Regions from separate parts of the Mus musculus genome. Here region 1 is linked to region 2. The links are chromatin contacts, called in public Hi-C maps. All regions are on one chromosome and are shown on one strand. The core of a region is the stretch at or near the end of the contact, and the rest is flanking DNA. Distances in the headings are between cores, read along the strand shown.

Region 1 (5,424 bases), core at 884-3,383, 350 kb before region 2:
GAGACACACAAACACACAGCCACACAGAGAGACACAGACACAGGACAGACACAGACAGACACACACAGATACACAGACACATACACAGACACACACACACAGAAACACACACACGCATTCTAAACCTCATGTCATGACCCTGAATACAGACATGGGTGTCCTGCACCTCACTGTTCCTCATCTCAGTGTAGCCACAGACTGAATAAACTTTTCTCTGCTTTTCACTATTACTTGACTCTTTGATCGATTGCCATTATTGGGGCTGGGAGGCTGAACTAACTACCTTACTGGGACATCCAGAGCTAGGCTTTGATCCTAAAATTCTGGTAATGTCTTTGTAAGTCACGGCTCTAGAGGAGTTGACAAACTACAAACACATCAAATGGATAGGACAAGACAAGCCTAGATGTACGTCAGAGAGCACCGAGGCCCTGGAGCAGTTGCAGCCTGCAGAGAGAGAGGCAGTGCACTGTGAGGCACCGTGGTGCACTAGGCACAACCACTCAGAAGGTTCCTGGCACTGTGTGCAGATGCCAAAGGAGTCACCTTAGGTGCAGGAGGTGAAGTGAGATCCTGCAGGGTGGATCTTGACCATACAGAGAGCCCAGGAATGCCCACTCAGACTACCCAGTCGTTTGTTGGCAACTGCCTCGTCCACAGGTCTCCCCTCTTTCAGGCCTTTGCAAAGATGACTAGTGCGGCAGGCTTTAGCATCTTCCCCAAACTCCTCACGTGGTGACCTCTATAAAACTTTCTCTCACTTCCAAACTACCTCAGACGCAATCCTCCCTGCCACAGATTGCGTATTGGTTGGCTGTTTTGGGCCACAGAGTGAAAGGTCTCCGGTTTGGGGTTGAGGTGGGACACTAAGGCAGATTATCCTGTCTAGTAAGAGATTTATTAGTTTAGCACCACGAACGTGGTGGAAGCTCCAATGAGAGTTCAGACCCTCAAGGCAAAGTGTGGGTTTCTTTTAGGTCTCAGTGGAAGGGAGAGTTGCCCTGTAGTCAGGCTGTCCCTGACTCCCAGTAAGCAAGGAAGAGGGAATCTTGCACTGCCAAGAAGGAATGTGTAACATGAAGGATGTGGGGGCGTGAAGGGAGGCACTTTGAGTTAAGGTGTGCCCATTATGTGGGCATAGGCATGTGTCCCCCAAGATGTCCCAGCCTCTGGTAATGAGCCTGCAAACTTCCTTGGGGAAATGAAAATGGCCCTGGAACCCAAACGCTTGGTGAATGGATGCTATTAGGATGTTACAGATTCTTAGACGTGCTCCCAGTAGAGGGCGCTGGTCTCTTCCTTGCTAGTGGCTGATGGGCTGGAGAGATGGCTCAGCTGTTAGGCGCACTTGCTGTTCTTCCAGATGGTTTGACTTCAGCTCTTAACACCCAGGTCAAGTGGCTCACGACTCCCTGTGGCTTCCGCTGGGGCGAGGGCGGGGCGGGGGTGGGCGGAAGCTCGTTTCTGGCTTCCGTGGTTACCTGAGCACGTGAACACGTGTGCATAAGCACATGCATACATATAAAAATAAAAATCCTAAAGAAATTAAACAGGCTTCTGCAGGGGGCCTTGGTCTGAGCAGGAGTGTGATCCGGATTTAAACAGAGAACTCTTCGTCTTCAGGAACATTTGGTTTCATGACCTTGTTCCGGCTCAAATCTCTGGAATGTTTGAATCTGGGAGCCTGTCGAAATTGTAGGGATCCTAAAAGAATCTGGCTCAGTCGCCACAACTTTAAGAAACTGTGGTACACTGTATGTTGTGTCTATGTGTATTTGTATGTGGGTGTACACATGTGTCCACGGTGAACCTGGCATTCACCAGCTCGGCTAGAGGGCAGCAAACTCCAGGGATCTGCCTGTCTCTCTCCAGCAATAGAATTACAGATGGGTGCCACCCACTCATCTTTTTTTTTTTTTTTTTTTAATTTTAAAATTTAATTTTTATGCTTGCATGTATAACTGCACCATATCCCCTGGAACTAGAGTTACAGACAGTTGTGAGCCATTGTGTGCATGCTGGGAGTCTCGGATCTTGGAAGGGCAGCCAATGCTCTTAACGGCTAAAGCAGCCCTCAGGCCCCCAACACCCAGCTCTTTGTATGAACTCAGGTCCTCACGCTTGTTCAGAAAGCACTTTACCCACTGAGACATCTCCCAGCCCTTTGTATGTTTACTAGTGTTCTAAATTCAAGATACACCAGTAGTTCTGGGAAACAGATTTTCCAGGAAGTCATGGGTGATGTCTGTTGACGGGATATGAAATTCAGCTTTAGTGCTGACAAACTGTGGGGTCATATTCCAAATGAAGGAATGACGAGGAGGTGTAATCCTGCTTCCAAGTCCCCAGACCTTTTGCATGCCAGCTGTGGATCCAGATTCCCTCTGTCACCTCCAACTTGTTTCCCTTGCCCTGTGTCACTGGAAACCTGGTCCATCATCCGACAGACAGTGAACACAGTGTGGGACTCATGTTTATCAGCAAGGTCCCAGACACTTCCTGAGGCTTCAGTGTATCCAATGGGCCACTGTGGACTCAGAGTACCACAGAAAAACAAGACACAATTCTCCCTTCCAGGAGCCCCCGTCTGGAAAGGGCAGTGTCCCTTAGTCATGATGGATTTCTGAATGAGCTGCACGGGCAGGAAGTGAGTCCCGTTTTTCCGTTTGTGCAGCCTGTCAGCCGTTTGTAAACACTGACCCCACCCTTCGTGGCACAGCCTTGCTGTCCTAACCAACATTCAGCCATGAGATCAACCACAGACCCTGAGCAATCTCCAAGCAGTTAGCCATGAATAAGAGAGGCTGTGGCTGTGCACTGAAGGCAGCCTCCTGATGCTCACATAACCTCTTGTGGGTAAACAACCTGGAGGTTGCACTTGGGATGTTCCCACAGGCCTTATCCCATCCTTGTGACTTGACTTCTTTTTTCTTTTTCTTTTTTCGGTTTTATTTTATTTTTATTAGGTATTTTCTTCATTTACATTTCAAATGCTATCCCAAAAGTCCCCCATTACCCCCCCCCCCACTCCCCTACCCATCCACTCCCACTTCTTGGCCCTGGCGTTCCCCTGTACTGAGGCATATAAAGTTTGCAAGACCAAGGGGCCTCTCTTCCCAATGATGGCCGACTAGGCCATCTTCTGCTACATATGCAGCTAGAGACACAAGCTCTGGGGGTACTGGTTAGTCTATATTGTTGTTCCACCTATAGGGTTGCAGACTTCTTCAGCTCCTTGGGATTTTCTGGAGTCCACCTTCTTGAGTTCTTTATATATATTGGGTATTAGTCCCTCCTCCATTGGGGGCCCTGTGTTCCATCCAATAGCTCACTGTGAGCATCCACTTCTGTGTTTGTCAGGCACCGGCATAGCCTCACAAGAGACAGCTATATCAGGGTCCTTTCAGCAAAATCTTACTGTCGTATGCAGTGGTGTCAGCATTTGGAGGCTGATTATGGGATGGATCCCCAGGTGTGGCAGTCTCTAGATGGTCCATCCTTTCGTCTCAGCTCCAAACTTTGTCTCTGTAACTCCTTCCATGGGTGTTTTGTTCCCAATTCTAAGAAGGGGCAAAGTGTCCAAACTTTGGTCTTCCTTCTTCTTGAGTTTCATGTGTTTTGTAAATTGTATCTTGGGTATTCTAAGTTTCTGGGCTAATATCCACTTATCATTGAGTACATATTGTGTGAGTTCTTTTGTGATTGGGATACCTCACTCAGGATGATTACCCTCCAGGTCCATCCATTTGCCTAGGAATTTCATAAATTCATTGTTTTTAATAGCTGAGTAGTACTCCATTGTGTAAATGTACCACATTTTCTGTATCCATTCCTCTGTTGAGGGGCATCTGGGTTCTTTCCAGCTTCTGGCTATTATAAATAAGGCATAGTGGAGCATGTGTCCTTCTTACCAGATGGAACATCTTCTGGATATATGCCCAGGAGAGGTATTGCGGGATCCTCCAGTAGTACTATGTCCAGTTTTCTGAGGAACCACTAGACTGATTTCCAGAGTGGTTGTACAAGCTTGCAATCCCAGCAACAATGGAGGAGTGTTCCTCTTTCTCCGCATCCTCGCCAGCATCTGCTGTCACCTGAATTTTTGATCTTAGCCATTCTGACTGGTGTGAGGTGGAATCTCAGGGTTGTTTTGATTTGCATTTTCCTGATGATTAAGGATGCTGAACATTTTTTCAGGTGCTTCTCAGCCATTCGGTATTCCTCAGGTGAGAATTCTTTGTTTAGCTCTGAGCCCCATTTTTTAATGGGGTTATTTGATTTTCTGGAGTCTACCTTCATGAGATCTTTATATATATTGGATATTAGTCCCCTATCTGATTTAGTATTGGTAAAGATCCTTTCCCAATCTGTTGGTGGCCTTTTTGTCTTACTGACAGTGTCTTTTGCCTTACAGAAGCGTTGCAATTTTATGAGGTCCCTTTTGTTGATTCTCAATCTTACAGCACAAGCCATTGCTGTTCTATTCAGGAATTTTTCCCCTGTGCCCATATCTTCGAGGCTTTCCCCCACTTTCTCCTCTATAAGTTTCAGTGTCTCTGGTTTTATGTGGAGTTCCTTGATCCACTTAGATTTGACCTTTGTACAAGGAGATAAGAATGGATCAGTTCACATTCTTCTACATGATAACCGCCAGTTGTGCCAGCACCATTTGTTGAAAATGCTGTCTTTTTTCCACTGGATGATTTTAGCTCCCTTGTCGAGATCAAGTGACCATAGGTGTGTGGGTTCATCTCTGGGTCTTCAATTCTATTCCATTGGTCTACTTGTCTGTCACTATACCAGTACCATGCAGTTTTTATCACAATTGCTCTGTAGTACAGCTTTAGGTCAGGCATGGTGATTCCACCAGAGGTTCTTTTATCATTGAGAAGAGGTTTTGCTATCCTAGGTTTTTTGTTATTCCAGATGAATTTGCAAATTGCCCTTTCTAATTCGCTGAAGAATTGAGTTGGAATTTTGATGGGGATTGCATTGAATCTGTAGATTGCTTTTGGCAAGATAGCCATTTTTACTATATTAATCCTGCCAATCCATGAGCATGGGAAATCTTTCCATCTTCTGAAATCTTTGATTTCTTTCTTCAGAGACTTGAAGTTCTTATCATACAGATCTTTCACTTCCTTAGTTAGAGTCACACCAAGGTATTTTATATTATTTGTGACTATTGTGAAGGGTGTTGTTTCCCTGATTTCTTTCTCAGCCTTTATCCTTTGTGTAGAGAAAGGCCATTGACTTGTTTGAGTTAATTTTATATCCAGCTACTTCGCTGAAGCTGTTTATCAGGTTTAGGAGTTTTCTGGTGGAATGTTTAGGGTCACTTATATATACTATTATATCATCTGCAAATAGTGATATTTTGACTTCTTCCTTTCCAATTTGTATCCCCTTGATCTTCTTTTGTTG
Region 2 (5,782 bases), core at 99-2,598:
ACACCTCCTGCTAAGCTGTACAGTGGAGTGTTATCAATTCTCCCTTATGGAACTGATGTTGGTCTGACATCTGACACCCATATCTGCCTGAAAATCACCTTTACTTTATAAAGCCAAATATCTATGTCCCTCAATGTATACCTCACACCTGCTCATGTATGAAGCAGGTCCAGGTGGTGTGGCCATAGACACAGCTGATTCTCAGAGCACATGGGCAGGGATGCTCTATTCTCTTTGCAGCTGACTTGGCTGCAGCCTGGCTGTGTATCTTCTGTATGACCCAGAACCACAGTGATGCCAACACTGAGAACAGTACATCTCCCATTCTGAGAAACTGTCAGCAGAGGGGGTACTGCTAACACATGTGGCACCTCATCATAATTTGGGGGAAGGTAGGGAAAATGGGAAAGGCTATGTTTGGACTAGATCTTGAAGGATAGGGAGGGGAGTCCTCGACGAGGTCCTCTGATAAGCAAAAATTAGGTGAGAGAGAATTTCCAAAGACACCTAGACAGGAGATAAAAAGCATAGTGGTGCCATGCAAGGTCTGCATGCTGCAAGGAAGCTAGCGAGCAAGAGGCAGATGTGAGGCAAAGGCAGGACCCATGAGCAGTTAAACCGGAAGCAGCAGTGGCAGGTTGGAAAGAAACAATCCCCAAAGAGATAGGGAAATGTCAAGCATGTGTGTGGTTTCAAAGTGCACAGCAGTAAAAACCACATCCAAGCAGGGGCAGGAAAGCCCTGCCTACCCCTCCTACAGGGTGGTGGGGTCTGTGAAGGGACAGCAGGCCAGAGCACACAGACACACCTGTGCACACTTACCTGCTATAATCACACCAAGTTTATGTCCAGGCCTCTGAAGGAATCAACTACCTGATTAGTTTTTCTAGTGTCCAATCCAGTTTTTAAAAATGTTTTCTTCTAAAGATCAAACATTCCATAGGAGCAATCGTGCTCAATGTTAAGGTCACGTAGTGTGATTAATACTCAAGTGTGAAACTCAGAGCAGCTTCCTGCTTCAACACTAGTTCAGGTTGACTGTGCAGTGACATTTCTCAGATGGGTTCTTTGGTGAAGTCCCGGCTCCCAGGGTGACTGTGTATGAAGACAGGGGCATACAGTAACTAAGGCGATTGATTCCATTCACAGCAGTGTGCTCCTGATTCCGGATCCACATCTAGTGAACGGGCATCACAAAGCTTATGCACTCAGTGTGGACTGAGACCTGCCTGCTGTACCAGCACCTGCATCCTGGACTTCCAGTGTCTGGAATGGTAGGTGGATAACTTCCTGTTGGTTAAGTCCCTGGGCAGCAGTGTGTCACTCACCGCACCAGCTGACTGCCACCCAAGCTGGCCAATATCAGGAGACCATGAGCCAGTGTGTTTACAGCACAGCAGCACCAGACTTCAGAAGCTTCACAATGCTTATCTCAAAGCACTGAAAACACACACTGAAAACACACGCTTGCCATACTTTTGAACCAGTCTGCAGGCTGCACCTGTGGCAAAGATGGCACACAGTCCATGGGCATCTGAGAAGAAAGTACTATTCAATATCGAACACAGAACTCCAAATTAAGATATTAATTTCAAACACAAGAGAGAAGATGCACACTGTGGGGCCGGGGCAACGGTCAGGGTCTGCTCTTATCCCATCATTAAAGAATCCGTCAAGATGACTCAGCGCAGGGCTACAGAGTTAACAGCCTTGTTTATGGCATGTGTGGCTCTGTTTCCCTTCAGCCCCTCCATTAGGCTCAGTAACGACAGCCATGGGGCTCACAGCAATTCGATTACAAACTCACAACTGGGCAATTACTTCTCCATCAGTTGAGAATATCTGCTAAACTCATAAAACAGATTCTCTTAGGGCAGTAGGTCTCAACCTTCCTAATGCTGCAAACCACTAACACAGTTCCTCATTTTGTGGTGACCCCAACCATAAAATTATTGTGTCACTACTTTATATTTGTAATTTTGCTACTGTTATGAATTGTAATATAAATACCTGACATGGAACCATACACACCACACACACAGGGGCCGAGACCCACAGGTTGAGAACCACTGCCTTAGATGCTAATGTGGTCAGACAAACAAAGCCTTTTTGGTCATCCTGATGTAACGGGAAGGTCTGCAACTCAAGAACAAGCAGGAAGAAACCAGACATCTCCTCTGAAACTGGAGTTACAGGTGGTTGTCTGCCTCCATATGGGTGCTAGGAATTGAACCTGGGTCCTCTGGGAAAGTAGCCAAGGCTTTACAACACTGGGCCATCTCTCCAGCCCTGGAACTGTGTTCTTCATTTCACTCATGGTGTGTTGTTGGATGCCACAAAGAACCCTAGTTCCCTTTCCCAAGCTGTTCCCAGAGTCTGTAACCTTCCTGACAGTTGTTCATTCCATCTGCTTCTCACTGGATGTATTGTGGATAGGCCTGGTGCTGTTTGTATTTTGATGCTAATTCCACTCTCCTGGGAGGGATTATGTGGACAAGAATGAGACACACGTACTCAGGTGACTTCTTGTGAACCAATACCCTAATTAATAAAGGAGCCAATCACTTGGTGAGTAGGAGGGACTTCCAGGTTGGACTGAGGAAGTGAGGAAGCAGGAGAGAGTTAGGTTTTTTGGGACAGGGATAGCGTGAAGACAAGATGTAGCTACGAGTGTTTCCCATTTCAATTGTGGATCAGTCAGGATTTGATACAGGAAGATTTAGATTTAATAAGGCTTACAAGATTAGGATTTTAGTTGTTGTACCCAGCAATTGAGTTACCATCTTTTCTGAACTAAGTTTGTGTTGTGTTTTCCTTCACACAGTGGCTTGTCTGGGTTCAAGAGAGAAAGGTTGCATTAAAGTGTGGGTTTGCCTGAGGTACACTGCAAAGGCTGTGGGGGATCTGAAGCATGGGGCTGACGTGTAGGAACTTAGCAAGCTGGGTGGAGATGTTTTGGGAGCTCCGGGCCAGAGAGTCTCTACGAGACAAGAACAGGTCAGCCATTGTCCGCCAGTGTATGTCTGGCCAGGCCGCTGGGGCAGAGAGTTGCCGGCACGAGCTCAGAGCATGCTCAGAACATGCCGTTTGGATTTTTAATACTTCCTGCAACACTGGATTACTTAGGGTCTTGTCTACAGAAGAGCTTGCGTTCTGTCTATCATTCAGTGGTACACTTCTTTAAAAACAATGTGTTTGTCCTGTGTTCTTGACTGAACACCTCAGCTAGCCTTCCAGAACCTGCTCAAGTTTGAGTTGCCATCTTTTTCCCATTCCTGATCTTAGGCAGTGTCCAGCCTTACACCACTGAGTATGTGACTTTAGCTGTAGGGGCACTTTTGCTGTTTTTGATAGAGAAATCTCTTTATAGATTCCTCAAAGCAGTCTTGTTGTGGTGAAGGGGTAGGAGCAGTGAGAGCTGAGGCCCTTCCCAAATCCATTCTGGTCTGCTGTCAAGATCAATAGGGCAGACGCTCACAGAGCGTAAGTTCTAGCCTTAGTTTTTCTTTTTTTTTTTTTTTTTTTTATTTATTTATTATATGTAAGTACTGTCTTTAGACACCAGAAGAGGGAGTCAGATCTCATTACAGATGGTTGTGAGCCACCATGTGGTTGCTGGGATTTGAACTCTGGACCTTCGGAAGAGCAGTCGGGTGCTCTTACCCACTGAGCCAACTCGCCAGCCCAGTTTTTCTTTTAAAGAAACTTAGTTTTTCTTTTCTTTTCTTTTCCTTTTTTTTTTTTTTTTTTTTTTTTTTTGGCTTTTTGAGACAGGGTTTCTCTGTATAGCTCTGGCTGTCCTGGAACTCACTCTGTAGACCAGGCTGGCCTCAAACTCAGAAATCCACCTGCCTCTGCCTCCCAAGTGCTGGGATTAAAGACGTGCGCCACCACTGACCGGCCTAGACTTAGCTTTTCTAGGAACTATTTCTTCCAGATCGAGGTCTCCTGGTTGTACATGACTTCAGCATGATCTCCCCACCAGGAACAATTTATTATTCTATTTGTTTTATGACAGAATTATTGCTCTGGTTTGAGAGAGACAGGCAGTGTACACACTTACACATCCACCCAGGGATATTAAACAGTCAAGTCTGTGCACAGAGGACTGACTGTAATGAGTACCAACAGAGTTTCTGCAGTCAGAGACGATGGACATACAGACAATAAAATCTTCTCTCCCGTTTGAGATTCATGCTCAGAATTAGAGACACACTCATTGTCCTGTTCTGTCCTGTTTAAGTCTCTATATTTTATTAGTCTCACTCATTAACCATCACTTTTGACAACTTCTTCACTAGACTTAAAGTCATAGTATGTGTGACTATTTTGGGACACAACACCTCTGTGGAGCACTGCCACTTGCTGCCCGCCATGAACAGCACTCATCACAGAGCAGGGAAAGATAATGAATTAACCAGCCAGAGGAAAATCTACTCAGAGCATCTTGAATAATTCCAACAAGTGCTAACTGAAAAAACATAGAAAGGACATAGAGGCTTTGGGAAAATGTCTGTCAGACAAATGCGGCCAGTCAAACTTCATCAAGCTCAATATCCACAACATGTAAGCATGTATATATGCATGCATATATATGTATGTATGTATATATATATATATATATCCACATATATATATGTATGTATATATACATATGTATGTATGTATGTATATATATATATACACACACACACACACATATATATATATATATATGGATGGATGCCTGTCATGTATGTTGTATCTACCTACCTACCTATCTACACATGCTGTACTTCAATTTAAAACAATTTGAATATTTATTTAGATTACCCCATAGAATTACAAAATACAGCAACTGCATTGTTTTCTGAGCCTCCTTTTAAGTACTAATAGAGATTCTTGAGTTCTCTCTGGCTCTAAAATAAATTCTGATATTTTACTTCAACAATATGAATAATATATTTCTAAGAGAAACATACAAATGCATGCATCCCTATACAGTGAATACATAGTCACCAACACAAGCACAATACACACACGTATGCACATATGCATGTATGTACACACACTCAATACTGCTCTTCAGTGGCTTAGAGCACATAGACACAGGATTTAAATCACAGACTTATGGACAAGTCTGTGTGGTGAATTCTGCAAGAAAGTTTTTACATTTGTCAATGACTGTATATTTATAAAAATTTAATTTCGGAATTCCCTTTATCCATTTAAATTACTGCGCCATGTCTGGCATGTGCTCTGTGGATAATATATCAAGAGTTACTATAACATTACTATGACATTAACCAGAACAGATTTTGAGGAGACCTAGTTATAAAACAGAGTGAGAGTAATTCATATAATATTAAAAATATCATAAACCAAACAGAAAATGAAACACTTTTCTTAGTTTATCAGTGAATATATTATGTTGAAATCAAAATTGTCCAAAACCACCAAAATAAGTGCATTTTTCTAGACATAAAAATATTGTCCCAGAGCTCTGGACTGTAGTGCAATAATAGAGCCGACCTCATGACTCATAGTACAGCCTCTAAAAACAAAAATCTCAAAAACCAAAAACCAGCCCCACAGTGGAAGGCTGATGAGACGGCCCCAACCTCTGCCCTGCACACAATTAAGAGACACGATGGTCTTGAACTTTGGCACCATGGAGAAAGGCAATCAATGCCCAAACCCAGCAGGAACAGCCCTGGGCCTACATTTGAATGGGAACTCAAATCTGGCATCAAGAGTTGAAGTGTAGGAGTAAAGGTACCTCAAGAAATCATTCCCAGTGAGG

Evidence for each region. A called contact is a pair of places that touch in the nucleus more often than the background predicts.
Region 1: a Hi-C map of the N1E-115 cell line shows a contact between it and region 2, with 7 times the contacts expected there. The contact joins two enhancer-like sites. A contact is called at or near these places in 2 of 484 Hi-C or Micro-C datasets (the N1E-115 cell line and liver) and 1 of 9 other capture datasets (liver).

The regions. Positions count from the first base shown.
Region 1 is chr9:121,879,653-121,885,076 of GRCm38.p6, forward strand. No RefSeq gene overlaps it. Among named protein-coding and RNA genes, the nearest start is that of Ackr2, 16 kb to the right of the region's middle. Within about 2 kb of position 2,134, at least 96 of the 459 cell types and tissues checked have an H3K27ac peak or open chromatin away from gene starts, as enhancers often do. A contact at or near this core is called in the N1E-115 cell line, where this site is marked.
Region 2 is chr9:122,232,438-122,238,219 of GRCm38.p6, forward strand. The region is part of intron 11 of Ano10 (anoctamin 10); the gene reads right to left. Among named protein-coding and RNA genes, the nearest start is that of Mir8106, 39 kb to the right of the region's middle. Within about 2 kb of position 1,349, at least 59 of the 459 cell types and tissues checked have an H3K27ac peak or open chromatin away from gene starts, as enhancers often do. A contact at or near this core is called in the N1E-115 cell line, where this site is marked.